Regions from separate parts of the Muntiacus reevesi genome. Here region 2 is linked to region 1. Evidence: chromatin contacts called from public Hi-C data. All regions are on one chromosome and are shown on one strand. Each heading gives the region's core, a stretch centred on a gene start, on an enhancer-like site or on the middle of the called end of the contact. The rest is flanking DNA. Distances are from core to core; before and after follow the strand shown. Region 1 holds the start of ARMC7 (armadillo repeat containing 7). Region 2 holds the start of GRB2 (growth factor receptor bound protein 2).

Region 1 (3,557 bases), core at 314-2,813:
TGGTTTGCCCTCAGAATAAACTCCAAACTCCCACCCAATGCCTGGATCTGAATCCCTGTAAACTGGTGCGAGGTGCTCTCTAATTTAGAAGCACTAAATCCTTCTCTCTCATTTAGTACCGCTCTCGGCTTCACTCATCACAATGCTGCCACATCAGCCTTCCTTCTGGCTCCTTCTGCTCTAGGGTCTTAGCCTGGCCTGTGCCTTCCAGCCAGGGCCAAACCAGAAGTAGTCCCTTCTCCCCTTGCTCTTCTTCATCAGCCTGCTTTCTTCAGCACCTCAGCTTTTTTGTCAACCATGTGTCTCCCTCCGCTAGCATGTAAATTCCCTGAGGGCAAAGATTTTTTCCCAACTTGTTGGCCATCTCGCCAGCATTTGGAACAATACTTTGCTCACACAGTACCTGCCCAACAAACACCTGTCAGGTGAATAATTCAATAGGTCTGAGGCCAGAACAACTACAAGTGCCATAAGCCCTTCCGAGTGACTGCTATTTCTCTTGATGGTGAAACAAGATAAAGAGGTTTTAAAAGAGCGCTCAACTTTTTTTCCCCCCTCCAAGGGGCTTCAATCCATTCCCATTTATAATCTCACCTCTAACCGAGAGGGAAGGTAGACAAGTAGAAACGGTCCTGGGCCTGGGTTCCAAGGCAGACTCAAGCCACCTGTGAACCTGGACGCTGTGTGGGCCTCAGAGGCATTACAGACACTACGAAAGTCTGCCTTCGCTGCTGAGAGACGGCCTAAGTAAGGCCCTAAGAGAGCCCTTTCCCAGCAACTCACTTCTAACTGTTATCTCATCAGGCACCCAGGAGACCGTCCCATTCTTACCAATAGCAAACTCCACCAGGGTCTCATTCTCCTCCGACAGCGAATCGAGGAATAAATCTAGGACCTGCAGCTGCCGCAGATACTGGTAGTTAGCGGGGTCATAGGCGAAGTTGGCGAGGTTGGCCAGCACTTGCTCCTTGGCGTCTGCGGTGGAGAAGCGGGCAGTGGCTCCAGGGCCCGGTCGGTGGTCGCGGCCGGACCCCAGCCCGGTCCCCCTGCCCCCCCACCCCGAGGCACTCACCTTGGCTCTGCGTCTCCTGGAATTCCGTGACCAGCGCCTGCAGGTACCCCAGCCGACCGACGTGGGGGTCTACCTTCGGCTTCTGGGCCATGCGCGGGCGGCGAGGGGCCCCGGGTAGCGGGCGGGAGAGTGTGGAAGGCGAGGCTGGGGACAGGGGCGAGGACCCCACCTGATTCCGCGGGGCCTGGGAGGGGAAACAGGTTCCTTTCCTGGCTCCAGGCTCTGCAGCAGCTTGCAGCTGAGACTGGGCTGTGGGAGACGCGGTGGGGCCTCAAGACCTCGCAGGAATTGGGCCTGAACACCTAAGTTGGGGAGCAGGAGACGAGGACCCACCCGCGCGCCGTAGGAGGGAGGGGCAGCGCCCAGCTGGGCGGGTCGTTCGGCTCGGTCCCGGACTTCCGGGGGAAGCGGCGCTTAGCCCCGCCCAGAGGGCGGAAGGGGCGGGGCGATGGGTTGGGGGCGGGGCGATGGGTTGGGGGCGGGGCGAGGTGCAGAACGGGTGGGACCGTCGCTGAGCTGAGTGTGCTTTCGCTGAGCTGCGTGTGCTTACGCTGCCCGCTTCCAGCGTTTTGTCTCTTGCAGGCAGCGATCCTCCTCTTGATGGAAGTGGTAACTGAAGCCTGCGGTTGTGTTGAGGCGTGCCCCTAGAGCCCTTAGGAGCTCAGAGGTGCCAGGAGTCGCCTGTGTGGGAGGCTGTCGGGGTAGAAGCACCTTCAGATGCCCCCGCGCTTGGCCGCAGTCCCCGCCCCTCCACCAGCAAGGGACGCCCTGGAGACGCGAGCGTCGGCTCCTTGTGTCCCCTCTGTGGGTCTTCTGACACTACCTTCTGGTCGGCTCTTCCCAAAAGCCCAGTGAGGACTTCCCTGGTGGTTCAGTGCTTAAGACTGTGCTCCCAGTGGAGGGGACACGATTGGATCCCTGGTGGGGGAACTATGGCTCTGTATGCCCGCGGCGAGGCCAAGATGAAAACAAAAGTCAGTTAGCCTGGTGTCTTCTGCTCCCCAACCCCGAGTTGAGCCTGCCAGGTGGCGGGGCGCACCCGGGGCAGCACCATCAGACCCCAGAAATACCACTTTGGTGGCTTTCTGGGTTGTGGGTAGCCCAGAATGCTGAAGCCCTTCTATCTAGTCCTTTCTCGGGGTTTCTCAGGAAGGGGGCAGGTGACCCACACTTCACAGGCACAGGGGACAGAGCACCAGGGAGGAAGGTGGCCCTCTCGGACTCCAGGGTGCTTGAAAATGTGGGGATAGAAGCGGCTTAGGCTGTGAGTTTCTGAAGGGCAAGGGCCTTGTGCAAGGACAAAGTGACGGCCACACTCCAGCTTGCCACAGCCCCACTGGGAGCAGCCCCCACCTGGTGGGCCCAGGTGCCTGTGATCAGCCCCAGCCCTATGCACACACCTGGGGCTTGGGAACTCCGGCTGCTTCTTGCAGGGCAGTGGCCCCAGGCTCCTCACCAGGCCCTTCACATTCTAAGGAGAGCTGATTCGACCTGGGGAAGTATTTTATCTCAGCCCAAGGCGGCCAGGGGGCTTCTCTCCTTCTGTTTGGATGGGGCAGTAAAGACCTAGGGACAGGACAGACGTGGGCTCTACCCCACACTGGTCAGGAACTGCTCTAGACCCTCTCTAGAGGAATCCCAGGATCAGCCAAGTGTGGGTTCTGGAATCTGATGGGCCATCACATCGTCCGTTACTTGTCCCTCCCTAAGGCTTTGGAAAAGACCCTGATGCTGGGAAAGACTGAAGGCAGGAGAAGGGGACGAGAGAGGATGAGATGGTTGGATGGCATCACCAACTCAATGGACATGAGTTAGAGCAAGCGCCAGGAGTTGGGAAATGAACAGGGAAGCGTGGCGTGCTGCAGTCTATGGGGTCGCAGAGTTGGACACGACTGAGTGCCTGAAGTGAACTGAATTAAGGCTTCCGAGGCCCTCACCTCTGCAAAGAATTCTTAAGTCCTTGGTTTTGTAACCAGGTCTTACTCCTTTCTGCCCAGTTTCTGACACACAGTAGTTCCTCAATATTTGTTGAAGGAATTCTGCCCAGAGATGATTGCAACTCTTGCAGGGGCTAGGGAGTGGGGGAGGGCAGGCAGAGGAAGTCAAAGTTCTCTATCCTAAATGTTTACTAATATATTTTTTCCTTGAAAAATCAGTTTTCAAGAATGGGCCTAAAAGGGGATGCATGTTTCAAAGTCACGTGGTTACCAACACCAAAAAGTATTCATCTAGGGACCTCCCTGGTAGTTAAGTGATTAAGACTCAGCGCTTTCCACTGCAGGGGGTATGGATGAGTTTGGTCATTGGTCCTAGTCAGGGAACTTCAAGACCCCACATGCCGTATATGCAGTGCTTAAAAAAAAAGGTATTCATCCACCCACCAGCTCCAACGCTCTCCTTTTCCACTCAGTTAAGATGAAGGAGGCAGGACATGGTAAAATGTGCCCAGATGCGCCTCCCCCCCCCCCCCCCCCCCCCGCTTCAG
Region 2 (3,726 bases), core at 1,221-3,720, 210 kb before region 1:
CAGGTGTAAATGGCTTCCTTAAGTGCTTTCTTGATGTCTGGGCTTTGGACATGCTGTACCCTCTCCTGGCGCAATCTTTTCCTCTCAGGCTAACCAAAGTCTGAGTTGAAACCTCTGTCCTCAGTCTTCCCTGGTCCTGGACTAGATCAGGTCCCTTGCTCTATGTCCCAAAGCTGCTCATCCTGGGTGTTATATTCCCAGCAGTGTGTCTTCCCCTTCAGACTGTGAGCTCTGTGACAGATTATCTTGCTATCTCCAGAGTTAGAGGCTCAGCTAATGTTGTAGACAGCAAGAATGAATGCATAGAGCTTTTGGACAATGTACTGGTTATTTCTACCTGCCTGTTTCTCAGAATGATGAACTCTACCCTTCCCAGGTCGGGTATCAGTATCTTTCTACCTGCCCCTTCCCAGTACATGCCCTACCCCCCGAGTCAGCTCCATGACCCCCATCTCCTGCCCCGTCAGCTCCTCCTCTGACTGGCAAATTTCTCTGCCCACTCAAAACAAAGAACAGCAACTCTTCCCTCACTTCCTCCTCCTCTCTGCTCAGCAAATAAGTCCTTCCCTTTCATTTCTATTTTTTTCCTGACACCATGCTAGAACAGTTTCAAAGTGTGTGTGTTGGGGTGGGGGTGGGGGGCAGAATATGGGTTTTACAAGACAGGTCTAGGTTCCAGCTCAGATCTACTATATTTGGGTTTCCTTGGGTGAGTTTCTAACCTCTTTAAGCATCAGTTTCCCAGTTTGCGAAATGGGGATACTATACACAGTAAAAATACTGTGACTTCAGTACAAGTCAGGTGGTAAATAGATACCTCTTGCTGTTTTCCTGTCAGACATCTCCTGCTTAAAAACTTTCAGAGGATGTTACTTGTCAGTGAAGCCTAAACTGTGCATCTTGGCCTTGCTTCTCATTACTCCTCCCCCTAAATCCTAAACTCTGGTCAATCTGAAATATTGGCTGATTTCATCACTCTTTCTTCCTTGCTTTCATGTTGCAGTTCAAACACCAAGTCCTCCCTGACAATCTGAGCACCAAGTAACTCCTCTGCAGTCCTGTATGTAGTTCAGTAGCCCTCAGGACCAACTGTTTTGCCTTGCAGACTAGGCAACTCTCTTCTAGAAGACACACTGCTGAAAGCAGAGGCTCTGTAGGGTTCATCTATCACTCTGCACAGTGCCTGGCAAGCAGCTGATGCTCAACAAATACTGAGTGAAAGAACAATTCATTCTTGTCATTTCAGTGGGCTTGTTTTCTCTATAGGATCAGACGTTTGGATATTCTCACCTCTAGCTATTTTGTTGCCTTCCAGGAAGCACATTACCATTGGATGCTCTGTTCTCTCCTTTAACTGCAAAGAGCTTTTGGAATTGAAAAATAATAGCTACTCCTCCAAGCCTCATCTTCCGCCACTCCCCGGTTATCAACTGAACTCCTTAGCATTGCAGGGAACAGGACTCTAACGCCTCCGATCCTTTGTATGTGCATGGTGTTCCCTTCGCCTGGAATGCCCTTATCCTGGCTTCTCCAGCGAACTCCCACACATCCTGCAAGAGTCGGCTCAGACATCACCTTCTCTGGGAAGGCTTTTCTGAGATGGGCAAAGCAGTGACCCCTCTCTCCCATCTTTTTAGCTTCCTCGGAGTTACTCCAAATAATTCTAACAGTATTTGTGGTATTATTTGTTTCTTTTTCTTCCACTCCTCTACAACCCTGGATTCCTTGAGGGCCAGGATTTCTGTTCATTGTTGTACCTTCTATGGTTAGCAGAGCGCTTAGCATGTATTAAGCACTTGATTCAACAGATGAACGAATATGTTAATTCATCTCATACTGCAGAGTTTGCTGTGAAGTGAAAGTCGCTCAGTTGTGTCCGACTCTTTGCGACACCATGGACTGTATAGTCCATTCTCCAGGCCAGAATACTGGAATGAGTAGCCTTACCCCTTCTCCAGGAGATCTTCCCAACCCAGCGATCGAACCCTGGTCTCCTGCATTGCGGGCGGATTCTTTACCAGCTGAGCCACCAGCGAAGCCCAAGCGTACTGGAGAATTTGTTTGGACCAAACTCTCAAATATTTGAAGATTAGGTCCTCTATTTTGAGTGCTTCACGCTGGAGATTCCTCCTTCCTCACCTCCCCACCCACCCACCCCCAGCCAAATTGCCTCGGTTTGGTGGAAGGGGAAAGGAAGCGATCAGCACGTGGAGGAGAGTCGTTTCTCCGAGAGAGCGCTAATTTACCCGCTCTGGCACCGCAAGGGTTACAAAGACCCGGGTCGGGGTGGGGGGTGGAGCCCGGCCGGGGCCACCTGCTGCGGGGCGGCCCGGCGCCTGCGCCCTGGCCCGTCGCCGGCCTACCTGCGGGGGCCTGGCGGGGGTGGGGCGCTTGCGCTCTGGGCCTTTTCCGCCGGGGGAAGTCTCGCGGGGGTGGGGCGGGGCGGGGTCGCGCGCTCAAGTTCTCGCGGGACCCCGACGAGGAGCGGAAGTTAGGCGGCTGTGCTGCTTCAGCGAGCGGACGGCGGCGGCGGCGCCAACGACGGGGAGGACTGTGGCGGTGACGGCGGCGGGGACAGGCACTGCCCTCTGGGAGCCGCAGCGGGGTCGGCGGCCGCTCGCACCGCTGCGGAGGGGCCGGCCGGGCCAGAAGCCGAGGAGCTGCGCCACGGTGAGCGCGGCCGGCGGTGGCGCGGCTGCCCCGGTGCCCCTTCCTCCCCCTTCGGTAGCGGGAGTTGGCCCGGGTTCGGGGGGGTGGCCCGGGCCTGGCGAGCCGGGGGCTGCCGGGCCTGGAGGTCGGGAGAGCGGAACCCCCGGGCTCGGGGCTCCACGTTTCCTCTTTTGGGGCGCTTCCTTTCTGGGCACCGTTCCTCCTCTCACCCTGGACAGAGCCCCGGACCGCGGCGCAGGAGGCCGGGGTGGGTGGGTTCCTAATTGACTTTGATGCCTTTTCTTTGAGGGTTTTGCGCCGCAGGGGCCCGGGGAGAAGAAGCCCCAGAACACCGGGCGCTCATTCCGTGAGTCAGTCTGACTCGGCACCGGGAGGCGAGGGGTTTCGCGGCGGTTGCGAACGTGGTAATTGATGCTTCTTCGATTTGCTCGGCCACCACGTCACCATCTCTGGGTGTTTGGGGGCCGAATTTTGGGAGAAAACCCACCACTCCTATTATATCTATGAGTGAGGACGTTTGCTACCGGAGCCAGTCGAAATGGCTTTGTTTCTGTCGCGTTTTGCTTTTTTTTTTGGCGGGGGGGGGGGGACACTATTTGAAAAAACATGTGTCAAGAGAAACAAGCAGCAGTTGACTGGAATGCTTCGAGGAGAGAGGGGAGGGAATCCCTGGTATTTTTCATTTTGCAGCGCTCTCCGTGTGTCTGATGGTAACCCTGTGAGTTACAGCTTATTATTGAGGGAGTTAAGCCTAGGTTGGCTTCAGGTACAGTAACAGTATAATTTGCAGGGGAGCCCAGGTGCCCTCGAAGTCTCTTTGGGTACTGCTGATTCTCGGAAAAAGTGGGAAGGACATGTGAGAGAAACTAGCATTAGTCTCCTTGGCTTTCTAGTCTCTCTTTCGCTTCCGTGCAACCCAGTTGTCTTCTCGTTCTATTTCTCTCTTTCCACTGGGGACACTAAATGCTTACTCGTATAATGCAAGTCACTTGCCCCCTCCCCCCGTTTTTTTCTTATCTACTTCCCCTTCCTCCTTATTGTCCCCTCTCTGGTACA

Evidence for each region. Hi-C and Micro-C count contacts between places; a contact is called where the count stands out from the background.
Region 2: a contact with region 1 is called in a Hi-C map of blood, with 6 times the contacts expected there. The contact joins the promoter of GRB2 here to the promoter of ARMC7 in region 1. A contact is called at or near these places in 2 of 3 Hi-C or Micro-C datasets (blood and muscle).

Annotation. Positions count from the first base shown.
Region 1 is chr18:6,731,349-6,734,905 of mMunRee1.1, reverse strand. ARMC7 (armadillo repeat containing 7) reads right to left here and starts at 1,563. Exons shown (of 4, transcript XM_065908837.1): 1 at 1,073-1,563; 2 at 832-975. The coding sequence starts at 1,163. It overlaps SLC16A5 (solute carrier family 16 member 5), which reads right to left. Exons shown (of 6, transcript XM_065908829.1): 6 at 1,588-3,557.
Region 2 is chr18:6,942,869-6,946,594 of mMunRee1.1, reverse strand. GRB2 (growth factor receptor bound protein 2) reads left to right here and starts at 2,470. Exons shown (of 7, transcript XM_065908994.1): 1 at 2,470-2,670; 2 at 2,959-3,074.